2 separate regions of the Canis lupus genome follow, and region 2 is linked to region 1. The links are chromatin contacts, called in public Hi-C maps. All regions are on one chromosome and are shown on one strand. Each heading gives the region's core, a stretch centred on a gene start, on an enhancer-like site or on the middle of the called end of the contact. The rest is flanking DNA. Distances are from core to core; before and after follow the strand shown.

Evidence for each region. A called contact is a pair of places that touch in the nucleus more often than the background predicts.
Region 2: a Hi-C map of blood shows a contact between it and region 1, with 2.3 times the contacts expected there. The contact joins the promoter of JUN here to the enhancer-like site in region 1. A contact is called at or near these places in 2 of 9 Hi-C or Micro-C datasets (amygdala and blood).

Annotation. Positions count from the first base shown.
Region 1 is chr5:51,185,284-51,189,767 of UU_Cfam_GSD_1.0, forward strand. No RefSeq gene overlaps it. Among named protein-coding and RNA genes, the nearest start is that of JUN, 140 kb to the right of the region's middle. Within about 2 kb of position 3,163, at least 2 of the 20 cell types and tissues checked have an H3K27ac peak or open chromatin away from gene starts, as enhancers often do. A contact at or near this core is called in blood, where this site is marked.
Region 2 is chr5:51,325,206-51,330,272 of UU_Cfam_GSD_1.0, forward strand. JUN (transcription factor AP-1) reads left to right here and starts at 1,775. Exons shown (of 1, transcript XM_038537394.1): 1 at 1,775-3,106. The coding sequence starts at 1,991. The coding sequence ends at 3,016. It overlaps LOC102155586 (a long non-coding RNA gene), which reads right to left and starts at 692. Exons shown (of 3, transcript XR_005359703.1): 1 at 604-692.

The DNA of each region.
Region 1 (4,484 bases), core at 1,913-4,412:
TGTCTGTCTTCCTTCCAGAGTCATCACTACTCCTGGCCTAATCTGTACATCTGTCTTCTGCTGGGTGAAGAAGAGCTGAGCTGTGCCCAGCTGTCTTTTTTTTTTTAAATATTTTATTTATTTATTCATGAGAGACACATTGAGAGAGAGAGAGGCAGAGACACAGGCAAAGGGAGAAGCAGGCTCCATGCAGGGAGCCCAACGTGGGACTCGATCCCAGGTCTCCAGGATCAGGCCCTGGGCTGAAGGCGGCACTAAACCGCTGAGCCACCCGGGCTGCCCCTACCCAGCTGTCTTTTAATGGGGCTCCCCCGATGCCAGCCAGACAGGTGAACAGGGTCCCCAATTGTCATTCATCTGTAGATTCTATTCAGAAAATGCCTACTGAGTCCTTTCTAGATTCCAAGAAGGTCAAATGTTGGATGCCAGCAATGCGGGAAGAATTAGATGTGGTCCCTACCTTCAAAAGGATCTGAACCCTTGGGTAAACACAAGTTAGTGCTGGGCCAACGGGGGGGGGGGGGGGGGCTTCTGGGTGTTATACAGGGCCAGAGGAGAAGCCCTAATGCAGCCTTTGGAAGGGCCGGTGTGGAAGGCTGCCTGGAGGAGGTGAGGCTGAATGAGTCTCAGCTTGTTGGGAGGAGTTTTCTAAGAGTTCTGGGAAGGCCATTTGGGTTAGGAGAGCATCATGTGCCCAGTCACAGGGGCATGAGAAAGCATGCCTCGCCCTGAGAATTTCAAATAAGTAATCAGTGATGATCATGTGGGAGCACTCTAGTCAAGGGGAGGCAGGGTCTCACCTACCAGGCTAAGGGACCAGAGGGATATGGGGAGCCACAGAGAAATGTAGAAGGGGGAAGACACGATCAGGTCTGCATTTTTTTAAATGACAACATGGCAGGGTTCCTGGGTGGCTCCTGGTTGGTTAGGCTTCAGCTCAGGTCAGGATCTCAGGTAGTGAGATCAAGTCCTGTGTCTGGCTCTGCACTGAGCGTGGAGCCTGTTTAAGATTCTCTCTCTCTCTCCCTCCCTCCTCCCCCTCCCACTGCTCTCCCATGCTCGTTCTCTCTCTCTGTCTCTCTAAAATAAATAAAATACAAGACAAGACAAGTTGGCTTCAAGGTCTCAGAGAGACTAGAGGGAAATATGGGCAAGTGAGGGGGACTCTGAGGTCTGGCAAAGAAGAAGGAGCATCTGAACTCACACTGGCATGTGTGGCTGGGGCACAGGGCTCATGAAACCCTACAGAGAGCAAATAGCCTGGTCTTGGGGTCACAGGCAGTGTGAGAAGGCTGACCAATAATTCCCAGGGATACCATCTCCAGATGGTACTCTGGACTGGGAAGAAGGGCACTGGCATCCTGGGATATCTGGGGGGCAGAAGTGCTGGGAGGATGGATGCCCAGGGACTGAGGGAGCAGGGTCAGGGCCTGAGGCTTTCAGAAATTAGAAGGCAGGGGTAAGATCTGAAGGCCATGGGGTCAGAAGGGCTGTTACAGTCCAGCTGGTGAGAGCATGAGCTCTGGACTCAGGCAGCCCTTGGTTTAAATGCCAGCTCAGCCGCCTGCTCACTAAAACTCTATTTCCCCATCTGCAAAATGGGGACCAAAGTCCTTCCCACTTCATGGGGTGGTGGTGAGGGTTCAGTGAGGCCTTGGCTATAAAGTGCTTGGCACAGTGCCTGGAGCATCAGAAGTGCTTCATTTAGTGACTTCCTATCACTCGTCTGGGGAGCGAGGGTGGCTGCAAAAAGCAGGTGATACTTGAGCTGACCTCAGAAGGGGAGGAAGCAGATATGGCTCCATGGTGTGCAGCTTGTGCAGTCACACCTAGCCCCATGCTCAGAAGAGCCCAGAACTTGGTTTTATGCTCTGCTTTGCTGTCTTGAAGTTCTTTTTTTTTTTTTTTAATTTTATTTATTTGATGGAGAGACAGAGCCAGAGAGCACAAGCAGGGGAGAATGGCTGAGGGAGAGGGAGAAGTAGACCCCCTGCTGAGAAGAGAGCCCAACGTGGGGGTCGAACCCAGGACCCTGAGATCATGACCTGAGCCCAAGGCAGATGCTTAACTGACTAAGTCACCCAGGTGCCCCTGTCTTGAAGTTCTTAACAATTTTTGAACAAGGGGCCCCCTATTTTCATTTTGCATTGGACCCCACAAATTATGCAGTGTTGCTGTGAGTAGGGGACCACCAGGCTGAGAAGGGTTACTTTTGAAGGAAAGGGCCCTGAATGTGCACAGGCAATGCTGGAACTGGAGGCTCAGCTTGTTCTAGAAATAGTCGGCGTCAGGCTGGGTGCTTCCAGCTGGAGAGCTGTGTGCGGGGGGAAAGCAGAGTGATAAACAGTGACAGGCCTTGGTGCCACATTAAGGAGTTGGATGTTACGTGTGACCACATGAGAGCCTTTCCAGCTCTGTGAGCCTGGAAGTGCAGAGGTGAGTGATAGCTCAGAGAGAGCACCAGCACTGCGGTGGTGGTACTTGCTATGCACACATGTGTGACCTGCACCCTATAGATGAGGAAACAGACCAGAGAGGTGCAGAGCAAGGGCTGCGATGGGACTTGTGTGGGCTCTCAGCCCTTTTGGCTCCATGCACCCCTCTTCCCATATATAAATATACACAGAAATATACACATGCATATATACACACACTGGGACACACACATGTGTGTAAATATACTTTGCAATGCCATGGGAACAAAGGCAAATGCTTAATGCTATATACTAAAGCATTTTCTTTGACCTAAAGAATGGTTGGGGGGGCGGGGCGGATTCTGAGACGCCGTGCCTACTTGACTTAAAAGTCACCCTAGAGAGAAGCTGCTCAGCTCTTCCAGCCCCCCAGGTGCTGCAGCCAAGAACTGCCAGGTCGCTCCAGAAGGGACAAATGGTCCTTTGTCTCCTCAAGGGAAATGCTGGCCAATCCCTAAGACCCTTTCAGCTGGGGCCTGCTGTGCCTCCAAGGACCTTCCATCCCAAGGTCCTGTGGAGAGGGCTGGTGGTTGTTTGGGTTTAGAGCTGGCTGGTGGGGCTGAGTGACAGGTGAAGGAGAGAAAGTGGCAAATATCCCGGAATTTGGGGAAAACTCAAAGGTCTCCATGTCTGTAGATGTCTGCGACTTGATGTCTACTGCCACGTACGCTGTCAACCCTGGGGACCAAGCTGCCTGCCTACCACACCCAGACAGAGGTGGGGAGGCTGAGTCAGTGGCAGCTGCTGAGGATGCTGTCTGGAAAGAAGAAATATCACCGTCTGTTTGTCTGTCTGTTGCAAAGAAACCTGCCTGGGGGCAGGGGAAGTGCACGGGCCTTTATCTGTGCGTCAGTTGCTCACGTCGCCCAGGAGAATAACAGAGGTTCAGAGGGGTAACCCCACTTCACCTCCTCCCCCAGGCTTTTTTCACAGGCTCTTCACTGGCCTTCTCTTCCTTTCCTCCACATACCCAGGTGGTGACAAGATGCCTGGTATGGAAGCTTCAGTCCAGTCCTCCCACTGCCCAGCTTTGGCCACTCCATGTACCTGGATAGGTGGGCAGGAGATGGCACAGGGAGTGCTGATTTGGAAAGAAAAGAGATCTGGCCTGTTTATCCTTATAGATCTCAATCTTCTCTTCATCTTCAGATCACATTTCTCCAAGCTTCAAGCCCCCTCTTGCTAGGTATTTATGATGGATGGATGGATGGATGGATGGATGGATGGATGGATGGATGGATGAGTGAGGCAACATTCAACCTTTCCAAGTCTTAGAAGGCACTCCTTCCGCCCTCCAACTTCTGTGGCCAGGAGCATAACCCAAGAGCCCAACTGCCTCTAAAACAGGAGGGAGATTGAAACTTGCAGATTTGGAGAAAAGTGATTGAAAAAGTTCCTACCTATTTTCCCTGTGAAGGGTTTATCAAGAAGATAAAGGATGAAGTTTAAAAATTACTATTGCATAGCAATTTGGTTGGGGATCACAAGGTAGTGCCATGGGCCCTATGGTTTTTGGTGGTCAGAGTAATAGATAATATTTCCAGAGCAATTATCACAAGGCAGGCACTGGGCCTGATGCTCTACTCACATGAACTCCTCTCATCTTTACAACCACCTGGGGGGCAGGTGCCTCAGTAAGGATGAGACATGTCATGCTGTAGGAATTTAAAACAAAAACCATGCTAAGTGGTTTACAAATAGAAAAGTTTATTTCTTGCTCATGCTATCTGTCCAGTGTGGCTGGAGAGGAGGCATGGCAAGAATGAGAAGGTCTGAAAGGCTGAGAAGGAAAGGATGGAGAGTCCAGAGCCTGACACTCAGAAGGGGATCCCAGAGCCAGTATGCAGAGAGCTCCAGAGTGATGAGCCGGAGAGAAGGTCAGAGAGTGGGACCTGGGAATTTGACATTTCAGGGGTGGGGCAGCAGCCAGCCCAGATAAGAGCAGGTGTGGCTCCGAGTGTGGGTGGTTGGAGTGGAGTAAAGATGAAGGTCCCTGGAACTGAGGTCAAA
Region 2 (5,067 bases), core at 525-3,024, 140 kb after region 1:
CGCGCGTGTGGTTGCACGCTGTGCGCGGGCGTGCAGCAGACGATCGCCGGGGTTCCCCAAGTTTCGGATTCCCTACACGCTCATTCACAACTGGAAGCTGAGCTGCCCCCTAATTCCACCCCCTAGGAGAGAAATTTCCCCCGCGGGCAGAACTGTGAACCCTCGCACCCCTTTTCCCTCGGCCTGCAGGGTGCGCTGCGGGTGCGGGGGGTGGGGGGCTGCAGCGCGGACCGAGCTGGGCACCCAGTCTGGAGCAGTGCAGGCCCCTGGGCGGCCGGCGCCGCGGGACAGCAGCGCGGGCGGCCGCTGGTGAACTTGACCGGGACACAAACTTCGCGGCGTCCTCAACGGGGGGCGGGAGGGGGCGCGCTCGCGAGACCGGCCCCAAACGGACGCCCGCTTTCCCCGGCCCGCACAGGGGACTTAAGGGAGCCACCTTAAGGGCGGTGCTCCCGCCCCCCGGAAGTGCGGGGGGGGGGCGGGGGACGCCGGCCCGGAGCTCGGCCTGCAGCCGCGGCAGGCGGCGCGGCGCCCGCGGAGGACCTCGAGCGCCCCGAGTGGTGCACCCCTCCCCGCACCCCGCGCGCCCTCGGCCCCGGGCACCTGGCCGGGTCCCCGCGCCTTCCCGCCAGCGCCCTGAACTGGAGCCCGCCCGGGCCGCGGGAGCCCGCGTCCGCCCGCGTCCGCCCGCGTCCGCCCGGCTCGCGGCAGCCGCCGTCACCCGACAGTCAAATCCCAAGACGTCAGCCCACAATGCACCGGGCGGGCCGGGAAAGACGCGCGGCGGAGGAGACGGGGGCAGAGCCGGGCGCGAGCCGCGCGGGAGGGGGAGGGGGGAGGGGGAGGGGGAGGGGGAGGGGGAGGAGGAGAAAGAAGGGCCCAACTGTAGGAGGGCAGCGGAGCATTACCTCATCCCGTGAGCCTCCGCGGGGCCGGAGAAGAATCTTCTAGGGTGGGGTCTCCATGGCGACGGGCGGGCCCGCCCCCTGGAGAGCGACGCGAGCCAATGGGAAGGCCTTGGGGTGACATCATGGGCTATTTTTAGGGGTTGACTGGTAGCAGATAAGTGTTGAGCTCCGGCTGGATAAGGGCTCAGAGTTGCACTGAGTGTGGCCGAGGCGGCGAGGTGGGAGTGGAGGAGCGCGGACTCGGGGAGGCGGGCGGCCGCGGGCAGGCGAGACGGCCGGAGAGTCCGGGCTGCAAAATCCGCTTTCCGTTTTGCATTTTCCTCGCCGACTGGCCGGAGCTAGCGCCTGTGGCTCCCGGGCTGGTGTTTCGGGGAGCGCCCGGAGAACCCCCTTCTCCAGCCGCCCCCGGGAGGAGAGCCCCGCCGCCCGGGAGCCGTGACAGCGCGGAGAGCGGCGACAGGTCCGTCCGCGCAAGTGCAGAGAGTGGCTGCGGCGGCTCAGAACTTTCCTGGCCGGGAGCACAGGGGACGAGTGGCCCGGGTCCCGGAGCGAACTTTTGCAAAGCTCTGCCGCGCCTGAGGCTGCGGCGGCTGCGGCGGCGGCGGCGGCGGCGGCGGCGGCGGCCGGGACGAGAGAGGCGGCGGCGGAGCGAGGAGACCGCGGAGGGACGTGCGCTCGGCGCCCCTCGCCCCGGTGGCTGAACTTGGGCGAGCGCGAGCCGCGGCTGCCCGGCGCCCCCTCCCCCTGTCGCCGCGGGGGCGGGCCCGCGGGCCCCCGGGAGCCGCCGCGCCCCGAGAGCGCCCCGAGCGCGCCCCGTGGGTGACCGCGACTTTTCCCCGAGGCGGGCAGCGCGCGCGCCAGCTGACCCAGGAGGAGCGCGGCGGCGGCCGGAGCCGGTGAGCGGGGCGCGGGGGGAGGACCGCCGGCGGGAGCGCGCGCCCCTCCAGAAACTTTCCTCTAGCCCAGGGCCGCCCCCCCCACCCGGGAGGCGCGGGGGTCCCCCGCTCGCCAGCGCGCTGTTGCGGCCCCGAAACTTCTGCGCGCAGCCCAAAGTAACCCCGCGCGAAGTGACGGACTGTTCTATGACTGCAAAGATGGAAACGACCTTCTACGACGATGCCCTCAACGCCTCGTTCCTGCAGTCCGAGAGCGGCGCCTACGGCTACAGTAACCCCAAGATCCTGAAGCAGAGCATGACCCTGAACCTGGCCGACCCGGTGGGCAGCCTGAAGCCGCACCTCCGGGCCAAGAACTCGGACCTGCTCACCTCGCCCGACGTGGGGCTGCTCAAGCTGGCCTCGCCCGAGCTGGAGCGCCTGATCATCCAGTCCAGCAACGGGCACATCACCACCACGCCGACCCCCACGCAGTTCCTGTGCCCCAAGAACGTGACGGACGAGCAGGAGGGCTTCGCCGAGGGCTTCGTGCGCGCCCTGGCCGAGCTGCACAGCCAGAACACGCTGCCCAGCGTCACGTCGGCGGCGCAGCCGGTCAGCGGCGCGGGCATGGTGGCCCCGGCGGTGGCCTCCGCGGCGGGCGGCGGCGGCGGCGGCGGCGGCTTCAGCGCGGGCCTGCACAGCGAGCCGCCGGTCTACGCCAACCTCAGCAACTTCAACCCGGGCGCGCTGAGCAGCGGCGGCGGGGCGCCCTCCTACGGCGCGGCCGGCCTGGCCTTTCCCGCGCAGCCCCAGCAGCAGCAGCAGCCGCAGCAGCCGCAGCAGCCCCCGCAAGCGCCGCACCACCTGCCCCAGCAGCTCCCCGTGCAGCACCCGCGCCTGCAGGCCCTGAAGGAGGAGCCGCAGACGGTGCCCGAGATGCCCGGGGAGACGCCGCCCCTGTCCCCCATCGACATGGAGTCGCAAGAGAGGATCAAGGCCGAGAGGAAGCGCATGAGGAACCGCATAGCTGCCTCCAAGTGCCGGAAAAGGAAGCTGGAGAGGATCGCCCGGCTGGAGGAAAAAGTGAAAACCTTGAAAGCGCAGAACTCGGAGCTGGCGTCCACGGCCAACATGCTCAGGGAACAGGTGGCACAGCTTAAACAGAAAGTCATGAATCACGTTAACAGTGGGTGCCAGCTCATGCTAACGCAGCAGTTGCAAACGTTTTGAGGACAGACTGTCGGGGGCTTGAGGGGCAACCGAGAGAGAGGAGAGAGAGAGAGAGAGAGAGGAGAAAAAAAAAAACCACACACACACACAGAGAGCGAGAGCGAGAGAACTTGAGAACTTGACAAGTTGCAAGAGAGAGCGAGAGAGACAAGAAGTGTCCAAGGACTAAAGCCAAGGGTATCCAAGTTGGACTGGGCGGCGTCCTGACGGCGCCCCCAGTGTGCACGAGTGGGAAGGACTTGGCGCGCCCTCCCCTGGCACGGGGCCAGGGAGCGGCTGCCCGCGGGCTGCCCCGCTTTGCGGACGGGCTGTCCCCGCGCGAACAGAACGTTAGACTTTTCTTTAACATTGACCAAGAACTGCATGGACCTAACATTCGATCTCATTCAGTATTAAAGGGGTGGGGGGGGGGGAGGGAGGGGGAAGGGTTCCAAACTGCAATAGCGACTGTAGATTGCTTCTGTAGTACTCCTTAAGAACACAAAGGGGAGGAGGGGGGGTGTTGGGGGAGGGGAGGCGGGAGGGAGGTTTGTGAGAGCGAGGCTGAGCCTGCAGATGAACTCTTTTCTGGCCTGCCTTCCTTAACTGTGTATGTACATATATATATTTTTTAATTTGATGAAAGCTGATTACTGTCAATAAACAGCTTCATGCCTTTGTAAGTTATTTCATGTTTGTTTGTTTGGGTGTCCCGCCCAGTGTTGTTTGTAAATAAGAGATTTGGAGCACTCTGAGTTTACCATTTGTAATAAAGTATATAATTTTTTTATGTTTTGTTCCTGAAAATTCCAGAAAGGATATTTAAGAAAATACAATAAAATATTGGAAAAGTACCCCTCCCACAACCTCTTTTCTGCATCATCTGCGGATTAACCTATCTAGGTGGAGTTGAAAGAGTGAAGAGTGTCAACTAAGACCACTCTCAGTGCTGCTTACTGATGTATAGCAGTGAAAACTATTCTCTACTGGACTGGAGAATTAACTGTAGCTGATGCTCTCCTCAGCTTCTACTCTTCCCTCCCCCCCCAACCATCCATATAGAGTCACTTACAAAAGGTAGTGTGGCCCTTCAGAAGGCTGAGGGAAGGGAGGTTATGGTGGACGGGGAAGACAGTCCACGGGGAAGTCAAACCATTTAAAGTCCGGATTATACCAAGTGGCATGTGCTGTGACCATTTACGACATTAGCAGAAATTTTAAGAGTAGTTGTATCATCCTCAAATCAGGAAGGGTGGCAGATTTTTACAAAAGATGTATCCTTCCAATTTGGAATCTTTTAACAATCCCTAGATAAAAAAGATGGTCTTTGCTTATGAATATTTATAACAGCATTCTTGTCACAATAAACGTATTCAAATACCAATAACAGATCTTGAATTCCTTTCCCTTTACTACTTTTTTCTTCCCAAGCTCTACACTGAAGCTTTTCTTTTCAGTTGCTGGGGTTAACATTACTGCCATCTGAAGTTACTGGGTAATTAAGAAGCAAAGAATTTAGGAAGAGTCAACACAGAATTTGCAATCTGGATGAAAGATTCTCCCCGTTTCATTAATATTCTCTCTCTCTCTCTCTCTCTCTCTCTTCCCCCCCCCCCCCCTTCATTCCCATCTTCTCTCTCTCTGAAATAATCACCCATACTTAGACAAATTACCACTATAGCAATTTACCATTTGGGATTCTTCTATAGTTTATTTCTTTATTTGTTTCTAAAATAATCAACCTTGTTTAAGTTATTATTACAGAAAGAGCCTTGAAAGATAGTAATCTATGTAACATGGAAAAGATTCATAAGAGAAACCATGAACACACCAACACAATGATTACATCTGTAAATCAAACCTTAGCTCTGGGGAAATGGCAACCTTAAATTCTGTCTACAGATATAACTCGGGAGATCAACAAGGTAGTATGCAACAAGGGAACAATTTTTGCCTCGTCGCTTTTCATCCCAGGAGCAAGTATGATTATCAAGCAGCAAAAGCAATTTGATATCCAGGAATATTTCACAAACCACTAATTGAGGCAGGGCTGTTTGCTCATTAGCAGTGCT